Linked DNA regions of Mus musculus: regions 1 and 3 are each linked to region 2. A link is a contact called in public HiChIP or PLAC-seq data. All regions are on one chromosome and are shown on one strand. The core of a region is the stretch at or near the end of the contact, and the rest is flanking DNA. Distances in the headings are between cores, read along the strand shown. Region 1 holds the start of Zbtb24 (zinc finger and BTB domain containing 24). Region 2 overlaps Ak9 (adenylate kinase 9). Region 3 holds the start of Mical1 (microtubule associated monooxygenase, calponin and LIM domain containing 1).

Region 1 (3,801 bases), core at 397-2,896, 35 kb before region 2:
CACCGGGCCTCGGGACCGCTGGAGCGCTTTTTTCTTCCACATAGCCTCTTGGCAGTACTCTGGTCATCTTCATCTCCAAGAAGCTTGTAGTCTTTGAGCTTGACAGACCTGCGGATTCTCCGCCTGCTGCACCTACTCTGGCTCTCCTGTCCATCCCCAGCCTTGGGGTCAAAGTTCTCGTCCTTTTCAGCAGGCACCTCCTCCACGCTTCCTGGCTCACCAGCAGGCTCTGATTCCTTGTCTTCTGGAGTCTGCTCACTCAGCTTGACACTGTCTTCTTCTTTAAACACAAAGTTTTGTCTATTCTGAACTGAATTGTTCACTCTCAGCTGCAGCTCTCCCTCTGCAGCCAGTTCTGATCTCCCTTCCTGCAAACCATTGGCTTTTCTTGGTCTTCCCCGTTTCCGTTTCAGAGGATCGTTCTTCTTATTGGAAATAACCACCACTGGCGTCCCAGTGCAGTTCAAAGCTGGTGGCTTTGGGGCGCTATGGTTATCCTGGAAGTCTGCGTATGCCTTTACCAGGTCATAGACTTTTAAGAACTGAGCAGTAGCCAGGATCTGCTCTGTCGTTTTCTCACTGGCATGTAGATAACCTGTATAGATAAATTCCAGCAGGATGCCAAAGGTGTCTGCAACCATGCCTTCCAGCATGTAGATAGACTGGCCAATCTCGCCCTCTTCCGCAAACATCATTGAGAAATACTCGCTACTGGCGGCCAGCAAGGCTTTATGGGCTCGGAAATGCACATTCTCCACGATTAAAGTAATATCACAAAGAAAGCCCTTCTTCCTTTGATCCTCCAGACTGGCCAGCACAGTGTCACTGTGAGTGTCTGAGTGTACCATAAGCTGCCCACAAGGCTCCGGGGTTGTGTCTGCCATTTTCTCCAGAAGACTCTGAAGAGGCTTAAATCTGAAATAAAAAATCAATGTTTATTTAGGAAGAAGTATTGCCTAACTAGACTGTTCGTGTTCCAGCTGTCACAACCCAGTTTTTTTTTTTTTTTTTTTTTTTTTTTTACATTATCACCTTCTACACTCTACTTGGAAAGCCAAGCCTTGGGTTCCTCCCCTTGTTGCGGCTACCCTGCTGGATGCCTCTCCAGTACCCACATAACCTCTTACGGTGGGGAATTTCCTCTGGAAATTAGAGAACGGGTTCAAAAGTCTGTACGGCCCTCCGGTCCGTTAACTTTGTAATTAAACTTTCAAAGTGTGGCGGCACAAAGTTGGAGTTGGGGGTGTGCTGCCTCGATGCTACACACGGAATAGCTGTTTCGACTATAGGAACATATATGAGAAATATGGGAACGAACCCACGCAAGGGAGATCTACGGTGAAATAACGCGCGGATTCAGAGGCCCCGCTCTGAGCAGCGGCGCCCGGAGCTCCGTCCCAGGCCTGGGGCCTGAGTCCCGCGGACGTTCCGCGGCCCAAGGCCCCGGGCCGAACCAACCGGCCGCGGACCTACCTGTCAGGGCCGCCCCGCAGGGACTTGCTACGGTCAGCCCACCCGGCTGCCCAGAGGGCACTAACCGGGCCTGTCGCCGGTCCCCGCCCCCGCCACCACTACGCTGTAGCTCCGGACTCCCGGCGTCTGTCAACCCGGAAGCGCGCACAAGGGCCGTAGCATCACGTGACCCCGGAGCCCCGCCCCGAGGGCGGGCTTTGCTGTGGAATCCGGAAAGGGAGGGTCTGGTGCGGAAACCTGCCAATCTGCGGAAATTTACCTCCAGTTACCCCGCTGAGTTTCCTTTAGACCTCAGTAGACACCACATCCGCTGATTAGATGCTGAGCATAAAGACGGCGGTGGCTTCAATCAGCAGATATTTACCTCCTGAATGAATCCTCTTCCTCGCTTTCCTTCCCAAGTTACTCATCCTCAGCTCTGTGTTTATCCATAAAATGGAGGTGTTAACCTACCTGGTACGGTTAGAATGAGCTTAGTAAGTGCTTGGCTTGGCTAAAAAGACCGAAACGACCGCTGTTTTTATTTAGATTTATGGCACTTCTGAGAGACTATTGAGGGTTTCAGTTGTCTCAGGACAGTGTCGCTCCCTCTGAGACCTATGGGTATGGGAGAGTTCTCTAAATAAAAACCTGGGTAGGATCTGCTGTGGCTCTGTGTTCCGGACCAATGCTCCTAAGTCCCGCTCAGATTCGTTCCGGACCTACTCCAACTGTGCCAGCAGCTTCCGCTCAGCGTTTATGCATCGCGTGTACCTAATTATCTCTACTTTGTCCACTTCCAGATTATAAATTTGCCATCTATATTGCCCACAATTTGGAAACTAAAGATGGAATTACCAGCCGGACTCTTTCTTTCTTACTAGTTTTTATTAAAAGTGTAAGACCCCCAAAGCTGGGCCTCCGCTCAAGTCCCGGGATGAGCTGGCCAGCACCCCAGTGTCCCGAGAGAAAACCACACCTGATGCAAACTGCAAGAGGTTTTATTATCAGCTAGCTGAGGACGAAGTGTCTCCCTAAGTGTCTCCGCATTAGAGATCAGGGAAAACAAGCTTGGGGAACGTCTAGGGGCTTTACCTTCCAGGGAGAAACGCTCTAAGTTGGGGTCTCACAAAAGCAGCTCATACCACACAGGTATGAGCTCTGTGGTTTCCCCCTTATCTTTACAGAGTTATCTAGTGCACTCTATCCAGAGCTCCCTCGAAATCGGTCAGATATGTGGGCGTCCGAGTGGGATGCCAGGAGAGCTTTGCTTGACTTCTGCACTCCAGAAGGAACAAGGGTGGTTGTGGGATTGGGGATTTTGTTCAGTGATAGAGCACTGGGTTCTGGATTCTGCCCTCAGCACCGAGAGGAAAATAATAATAATAATGATAATGATAATAATGATAAAAAGACAGAAAGAACAAGGGTCAGTCTTTCAACTTTGCTTTCACATAGGTTTTTGTTTGGTTTTCTGCTGAAAGAATTGCAGTAAAAACAATGCAATAAAAACTCCACAGAGCCAAAACTAGATCAAATTTATCGAATAAGCTGCTATTTAAAGGAGAAACTGGTTATCGGTAAGAGTGTCACTCGGAGCTGGTCACCAGGAACCACTCTGAGGAAGACTGTCAGAAAAGGCTGGTTGGACAAGGCTGAGGTGGCCAAACCAAATGTGAGATGCTCACAGCTAGATGTAGGTTAATATTAGGTGAAGATGTAGGTTAATAAAATGAAAGCCAACAAGATTTAAAATGCTCAAAATATTTATTACTTTGAAATTTGAAGAATTTAAAATGTCAGCTCATAGCAAAAATCTAGAGTGTTGAAGATATTGATGATAATATTATTAGAGCATAGATTATACCCTTTTATGAGTAAGATTGCTAATAGAGGAAATAGTGAAATAAATGGGTTATCCAGAATTTTTCCTCCTTCTTTTCCATATCTAATTTCCATTATTCTACCCCTTCCCACCTGAAAGAGACAGAGACAGAGAGAGAGAGAGAGAGAGAGAGAGAGAGAGAGAGAGAGAAATCAACAGAGCCTCCTGTCTCCTGGCCTCTGGATGGATTGGGTCTGTGGAGAACTTGACCCAGGAGAAAGGAGAAGGCTTATCATTAGCTGGCAGATGACAGTTAGTGGAAGTCTTCTGTGGCAGTGAAGGTAACAGAACCTCTGTGAGATCTAGGATGGTTTGCTGATATCTGCTGAAGAAGCTGTAGTCCAAAGCCCATCATGACTTCTGGGACTTGAGAGGAACAAAAGGATAATCGTGCTGTTGGACAGTACCAGCACAGCTTTATAGCCACACCTTCTCTTCCTCCTCCCCACTTTCTCTTTGTCCTC
Region 2 (3,871 bases), core at 348-2,847:
AAACATTTGAAAGCATCACCCACCAACAGCTTAGATTAAGTGGAAGAACACCAGGGTTTGAAGACAAAACTCGACAACTTATATTCAGAGAGCAATAAAGAATAATAAGACAGAATAAACAAGATACTTGAGATCTATAGGATACTATCAAAAGATCATTTTAAGAGGAGTGTGATCAGTTCATACAAAGGAGAAACACAGGCAGAGGAACAACAACAACAACAACAAAAACCCATCAGTAAAACAATGACAGAAAATTTCCCACACATACACATACATATTTCTCAGAAGAAACTCCAAAGGCTTCAGGAAAGACGTTCAAGCCATGAAGGAAAATAAATTATTATAGCAAACCAAGTTATCATTCAAAATAGAAAGAGAAGTAAAGACCTTTTAAGACTAGCATAAACTAAATGAATTCATGATGTTGAATAGAAATTCACTGGGTGAGATGAATACATTGTCAAATGAGAATTAGGAACAAACCAAACACTGTCAGTTTAGCAAAGCATCCCAACTCTAGCAGTAATAAAGCAGAAATGGACACAGATTATTTCAAGTAACTAGAATGAAAACAAAATCAGGGCAGGAGTAGCACATGCCTTTCAATAGATCAGTGGTGCACATAAAGGGACTTAATTTTCTAATTAAAAATCACAGGTTGTCTGATTAGAATAAAACAAGTCTTAACAGTGTGCTGCCTGCAAGAAACTCACTTTTACCAACAAAGGTATACATAGACTAAAAACAAAAGGATAGAAAATAAAATTCTAAGCAAAGCAAGCAAGGTTAACTATATTCAGATCTGATCAAACAGATCTCAAGCCAAATTAGTTAAAAGAGACAATGATAATGCCATATTGATAAAAGGACTGTAACAGATCCCCAGACTTTAGCACAATTGACTCCATAATGGAAGTACCATTCAGGCCATAAAACTTAGCACATAGACATCCCAATCTGCTGAAATGAAAAGAAAGACTGGTTAATAAAGACTTTGTATTGGCTTAAACCCATGTCTGAGTAGTCTTCTCTTATGGATACCCCACAACCGCTCTAAGTTGAGTAGGTAGGGAATGGGGGTGGGGTGGGATGTATTTGATGTGACCAGAAGACAATGCATTAAATTCTCAAATAACTGTTTTTTAAAATAAAAGGAATTTTGTAGCCTCCCTCAGCCCTGAAGCAGGCTGATCTAGACTTTGACCTTGCTGCCACTAGAAGGAGATTACCTAGGGTGGAGCCTTCCAACCTAGATGGCTCTTTTGTTCTATCACCTGCCACTGCTCTCTCCAAGACACTGCTACCTGTTGAGAAGCCTCTGAGATATTCCGGAGGAATGTCCTATTCTGCACATTGCCTACAGGCTGGCTCCAGACACCAAGAATGGACTGGTGGGGGATGAGCCTTCCCCTTTTATAAGCACACTCTCTTAGTAAACTGGTGGGCCTTGAACAGAATCATGTCTTGGTCTCCAATAATCTCTCGCTGTCTAAGTCTCTTTCAGCCCCAGCCTGCCTCCCAGGTGTACCCGGTTCAAGTAGGCTACAGGCCGGCATACAACAGATTGGCATCTGAGCCAGGGACCTTGGGAATGTCGGGAAAACACTGAAGGAATCTGTTGTTTTGTGTGGAGCTCCAAGGGAAAGAAAGAATCAGAGATCGTATCAGGCACGGTGAGCAACAGGTATTTATGCTAGCACTGACTTTAAACTTCATTTTTTAAAAAGTGTTGCTGGAGGTGCTGAAGGATACGGGCTAAGTTTGGAACAGTGCTAACCCTGCGCTTTTTCCACTTAGGATTTGACAGCGAAATATGTGTGGGACTAGAAACTGTGAATCAGGCGGTTGTCTGCAGCTTTTAAAAGCTGTTTCAGGACTGGTGAGATGGCTCAGTGGGTAAGAGCACCCGACTGCTCTTCCGAAGGTTCGGAGTTCAAATCCCAGCAACCACATGGTGGCTCACAACCATCCGTAAAAAGATCTGACTCCCTCTTCTGGATTGTCTGAAGACAGCTACAGTGTACTTACATATAATAAATAAATGAATCTTTAAAAATATTTAAAAAAAAGCTGTTTCAGGCGAGAGGAATAGGGTTTAAAATGATGAAACATGCGGTTGTCCGCAGTTGAGAACTGCATCAGGCTAGAGGAATAGGGCTTAAAACTATGGAGTAAAATATATAGAGGAAAATGGATTTTGAAACTCTCCCAGAGACAGAGAGAATTTGGGGGACACCCTGCTTTATTCTCTCTGGCTCTACAGCAGTTCTCTGCCCTCTTTGTGTTGTCTAATGTCTGGTGCACTGGTTCATTTATGTTTTGATTCATGTGTGTTTTGTTTCGTTGTCTGAATGACTGAATGTTCTGTGTTTCATGTTGGAAAGTAAAGATGGCTAAAACTTTATCTTCTGGTTTAGCAAGAGAGTGGCCACACGCTTTAGCCAGGATCAGGCACAGCAGGAGGGCTCCTGCTGGAAAAAATAGTTTTTTTGAGAAAGGGAGTCTGCAGCCTCTTGGTTTTGGGGTGAAAAAGCTGATAGATGGTTTTTTTCCTAAGAAAATTCTCTGCAATCATGATTATTGCGTTTAGCTAATGACACAGTGCTTTTTATTTTATAATTATAGCTAGAAAAATTAAAATTCTGATTGGTCTAAGTGTAGCTGCTTCATTTGGCTTTTTACTGGTCTTAGATGTGTAATATGCTCTGCATGTCTTTATCGTAGAGTATTAGCTTATAAGTTATTGGGTATGATAAAAAAGGTGTAACACTGGTTACTAGAAAGTTAGTTTTAAATTGGCAACTCAGGAGTCTTTCAAACACGTGGCATAAAGCAGGCTAAAAAACTAGGCCTCTAAGGATACTTCTAGTTGAGATAATATTTAATGTAATTCTTATCCTAGAAAGTAGGATTAAGATAAGATTTAAAGCAATGTCTGTTTAATGAAGCATTAAAGCTTGCACTGTCATGTATTCATAGGTATAAATTGGCAGCCAAATCTTGCAATGTGGTAGTGAAGTTTTAATGTTGATTCTAAGGTGATAAATTGTTTTGAAATTGGGTTTTGCTTTCCCAAGGTTGTAGTTATAGTCTAATATTGCAAAGAAACTTAAAAGTTCTGAAATCTGTCCTCAGGGCAAGAGGAACTAAGCTCAGAGCAGCTTCTGTGCAGTTTGTGTGACTTTCTTTTGTCTTGCAAATGGTGTCTAAGGAAGCTCTGGAAACTTGCCTCTCCTGGCCTCCAGGGGAATTTTCTTTTAGCTGAAAGAACACTATTGCAGATCTACCCAGATGTTGTTCTAATAAAGTTTAAATTCTAAGTTTATAAAAAGGGTCAATCAGGCTGTAGAATTTATCAGGACATTGCGATTTGACATGCCTACTTCATGTATTGTAGATTTAAGAGTTTGTTTTTTCCTTTGCATTCTGATAATTGTAAAGAGTTTTGCTTCTAGTGAACTGGTGATTACTGGAAAATTTTGCCTGTAGGTATGGCTAACATAGCTTTACATTATATAAGAAAAATTCCTAGCGTCTTTGCCTCAATATAAGAAGCTAAGAGTTTGAATCTTTCAGAGTATATTGTTTCCTAAGTGAAAAGTATGTTATTAGCTAATGCCTCTCAAGGGAAGTTTACTTTAAATCCTTGCTCCCACACAAGGAGCTTTTAAGTTCTGGGGAGTAGCTGTTGCTCCAGAAAAGATTCAGAAGCAATATTCTTTTAATATTTAGGGTTTTAGTTATATCATAATATCGTGGTACAGAAAATCTAGGAACGAAAAATTGATTTGCTTCAAAATTTTATTTTCAAAAGCTTCCAGGAGATGTTAATTGGCTAAGACCTCACCTTAAACTCACCACAGGAGAA
Region 3 (3,813 bases), core at 382-2,881, 61 kb before region 2:
GCAGGCCGTTGTCACAAGGGAGCTCAGGGTCCACCTCTGATTGGTTCTGCTTCCAGTCCACTCCCAGGCCATGATCCACACCCCCGACCCCTTCTGAGACAGCAGCTATCTCTTATAAAGTGAAATTCGCCAAATTTAGAAATGAAAACACAGTAGTCCTGGGCACAAGGATGCTAAGGGAGCCTCCTGTCGACCAGTGTCATGGCAGCTTTCATATGCGATCTCCGAGGCCCAGGGGACAAGAAATTGTAGTGGGCGTTCCCTAGGACCTGTAAGTAGGACACGGGGGAGTTTCTCAGCGGGCTGCCAGGGGTGGGGTGGGGGCGGAGGTTTCCCTTCTTGTAGACAGCAGGAACTAACACCCCAGTTCAACTGCGGCTGCCTCACAGACACACACCCATTTCTTCCTAAGTCTCTGTTCGCCAGCGCCCTTTGGCGAACTTAGTGCCACGCTGGTTGTAGGATGTGCCTCTCCCCAAAGGCAAAGTTCTTTTCCACGTGCTTGCCTCCTGACAAGGGGCAACACTGCCTGTGTAGATTCCACTTCTCAGCCACCCAAACTACCCTCACAAATAGCCTGAGAATGTTGTGACTGTTGTCTGCATGACAGACCTTCTGACTCACTGTGGTCAAAACACTTCCCCTGAGAAGAGATTGCGTCGCTGCTCCAACGGGCTGTGGGAAGGAGTGGGGTTAGCAACCCCTTCCGCAGACCCTCACATCTAATCGACCCCTAGCCTCACTCCCACGGCGTTCCTCTGTGCTCTCCCAGGAATCTCTGGAGACAAGGCCTCTCTTTGTACCCCTTTCCTTCCCTCCAGCCCACACGCAGCTTAAGGGCTCTTGGAGGGCTTTCTCACGCTGCCACCGGAAGAGATGAAGAGTATGGGGGGATGGGTTGCTCTCGGTGGGAGAGGCAACTAGGTGGTGGGGTGGGGGGGTTGTGGGCCGATCTATCATCCCCCAGCAGCCCCTTCATTGCCCGCGTAGTAGGAGGAGGCAAAGGTTGCCCTAGGGGGTCACTAGGACAAGAGTGGATAGATCTTCAGAAAGGACAGGAGTCCCTCTTGGAAGTGGGAGACTGGGGGTTGGAGCGACCTCTGCTAAAGGAAATAAAAGAGGTACCCAGACTGGAAACAAGCACAAAGGATGTGCCATTGGTGGAGCGTCTAAAGGGATGGAGAGCTGGACCTTGAGCAGCGGGGGTGAGAGCTCCCAATACTCTAGACAGCAAAATCTGCACAAAGGCGCTCATCTGGGTAGGGCCGGCAAGAGGACCCGCCAAACCAGCCAGGCGTGGCTCCCTACCCCATTTCCCCGGAAGCGCTCCCCACCCCCTTCCTTATCCTCACCCCCAGCCCAGCGAGCAGGAGGACGCACAGCAGGCATCGCTGGATTACTTACCAGCGTTTCTGGGGCTGGAAGAGCCGCTTCCTGTCGGAAGGGTGTCCCAGGCCTAGGGGCAGAGGAAGGGGTGGCGCAGGGAAAGCAAGAGATGCCTGGTGGCAGAAACCGGGGAGTTCCAAAGAGTTTGGACCGCAGCGCCAGCGCAGAGCACAGAGGAAGACTTACTCCGAACCTCCGTACTCCGCAGTCCTCCTCTGGGGACAGCCTGGGTCCCGCCCACGCCTGCCGGGTGGTGCTGTAGGGCGTGGTTCTGCCTACACCAGGGGCTGCTGGGGGCCTCCAAACGGTCTGGCCAGGCAGGGACAGGGAGAGCAGAGACTTGAGTGACCGTGCCTGAGTCCGCCCCGGTGGTACCCACGCTGTAGGCCACTTCCAAGAGCTGGCCGAGCGGGCGCAGGCCTCCGGCAAGAAGTTTATTGAAGCTGCAAGAACCGAGAGTGGCGCCAGATGTCTGAGCTCTCTTCACCTCTCCCACCGATAAATTCACACCCCTGGCGCCACAGGCGATCCAGTTGCGGGGGTCCATCTCTCCTGGGACAGGTCGGCTGGCTCCCAGGCTCAGGCTAAAGACAAAGCTTAAAGTCCTGGTCCACATCTTTCAACCAGGTACACACACAACCAGGTGTGTGTGTGTGTGTGTGTTTTCAACTAAGAAAAACAGGATGGTAAGGGTATGTGGGAGAGGATAAAACTTCAATGTGCAGAACTAAAGTCAAGACTCAGACAATGCTAGGGAACTTTGGAATCAAATTCTTAGTATTTCCTGTTAAGAAATTGTAGCATGAAAGGAATTGTTCAAAATCAAGCAGCTTTAAAGTTAATAAAACAGCAGTTCTCATTTATTGCATGAGCATTAACAAAACCTATTTTACTGAAATGTCAATGAGGCTTCATGACTGCACATGTTCACCAGCCAGTGGCATGGATGCTATCAGCCCCAGGCCTTTCTGGATCCCAACCTACCACTGTTAAACCACGGGACTGAAATAAGGTTTGACATCATGAGGAAGTAAAATCGCTACCCCAGAAGTGCTTAACCTAGGAAAAAATGGCTACATCTCTCTTCTTGAGGTCCAGGGACCAACAAAAGCCAAGGTCCAGTGGCTATCTTTTTGGGTTTGTGTTTGAATAAATCATTTTGCATTTTGTCCAGATATACTGGGGTACCCAGTAAGTCCTGAGCTCTAAACACACACAGCTGCAGCTGATAAGAAGGCAGAGAGAGAAGCAAGAGGAAATGCCAGCCCTCTGCCAGGAGAGGCCAACAATCCAGCCAGGCCACACACTTTGGAAGCCAGGAAGCCTTTGAGCTGGGCCCACTTGTGTTCCTGAGAGTGACATCATTTTGCTTGGAACAAATTTGCAGAATGTCATACACACCCATACTTAAACACACAGTGTAAAAAATGTTCTAAAAAGCCCAGTAGAGATGGGCTTCCGGCTTTCAGGATCATGCCTCTCCCTTTTATTAGCAGATGGACTACAGCAACTTACTGTGTCTTGTTTACAAAGACCCAGGTTCCCCCAGAGACTTTCAGTTGTAGCCAAACAGGGTTGTGTGGCTCTATGAGCAACAAATTTAAAGGCTGTGAAGGCTGCCTTTTAAAAGGATCACAGAACGAGTTCCTCAGCTCTTAAAAACCTGCTGATTTCCAGCTTTCCTTGCTGCTAGTTAAAGACCCACCTTAGAGCCACAGAGCTTCAGGACTCCAGAAGGTCTGTCTGTCTGTCTGTCTGTCTCTCTGTCAGATTTCTGTACCAGGCCTACTGTGTCTCAAAGTCACCACCAGCACACACACCTCAGTCTCCTGGTCTCTAAATGGAAGCATTTTGAATGACCCAACTTCCTTAGCTAGTTTCAGGTCTGGGGCCTTTTTATTCCGTGTTGCCGATTCTCAGAAATGTACAGAGTAAAACAAGCATTTTTTCCCTTATTAGGATCTTGAGTTATGACCCGAAGTTGTGTATTTATGTGAGCTAAAAGTAGTTGGCCTAGTCATACTGACTATAGTTCATGTTGGATTAAATAAAATAAATGTCCCACACATGAAAATTCAATTTTCAAAGAGCCCCATTCTAATGGGTTTGGAAAACATTACACTAGCAGCCGCTTAGTTTAAAGTCTCGAGGCACTAAGGACAGGATCCTCTTTGTGTGTGTGTGTGTGTGTGTGTGTGTGTGTGTGTGTGTGTGTGTGTCTCAGACCAAGTTCTGTCTTTCTGCAAAGCTATTTTTATTTCCTTATCTTACCTCCTAACCTCTGATCTCCTGGGCGTAGGGCCAGAAAAGAAACTTTCTAATACCACAGAAGACATCTGTCTGTAAGTCAGTCTATGATATGGTCTTGAATCTGAAGCTCAGAACCTTCAGCTCTGATGGGCCTGGCCTAGAGTCAGTACAACCCAG

Evidence for each region. HiChIP or PLAC-seq counts read pairs in DNA pulled down with a chosen protein or histone mark.
Region 1: an H3K27ac HiChIP or PLAC-seq map of embryonic stem cells shows a contact between it and region 2, with 10 read pairs. The contact joins the promoter of Zbtb24 here to the enhancer-like site in region 2. A contact is called at or near these places in 2 of 484 Hi-C or Micro-C datasets (differentiating embryonic stem cells and myocytes), 4 of 115 datasets of contacts at active chromatin or transcription factors (all in embryonic stem cells) and 2 of 9 other capture datasets (adipose tissue and pancreatic islet).
Region 3: an H3K27ac HiChIP or PLAC-seq map of embryonic stem cells shows a contact between it and region 2, with 8 read pairs. The contact joins the promoter of Mical1 here to the enhancer-like site in region 2. A contact is called at or near these places in 1 of 484 Hi-C or Micro-C datasets (myocytes), 5 of 115 datasets of contacts at active chromatin or transcription factors (CD8 T cells and embryonic stem cells) and 3 of 9 other capture datasets (adipose tissue, liver and pancreatic islet).

The regions. Positions count from the first base shown.
Region 1 is chr10:41,448,203-41,452,003 of GRCm38.p6, reverse strand. Zbtb24 (zinc finger and BTB domain containing 24) reads right to left here and starts at 1,646. Exons shown (of 7, transcript NM_153398.3): 1 at 1,474-1,646; 2 at 1-915. The coding sequence starts at 884.
Region 2 is chr10:41,413,012-41,416,882 of GRCm38.p6, reverse strand. All of the region lies in intron 31 of Ak9 (adenylate kinase 9), which reads right to left. Among named protein-coding and RNA genes, the nearest start is that of Gm25626, 27 kb to the right of the region's middle. Within about 2 kb of position 1,597, at least 7 of the 459 cell types and tissues checked have an H3K27ac peak or open chromatin away from gene starts, as enhancers often do. A contact at or near this core is called in embryonic stem cells, where this site is marked.
Region 3 is chr10:41,474,132-41,477,944 of GRCm38.p6, reverse strand. Mical1 (microtubule associated monooxygenase, calponin and LIM domain containing 1) reads right to left here and starts at 1,631. Exons shown (of 24, transcript NM_138315.2): 1 at 1,405-1,631. It overlaps Gm51797 (a long non-coding RNA gene), which reads left to right. Exons shown (of 2, transcript XR_003948996.1): 1 at 1-271.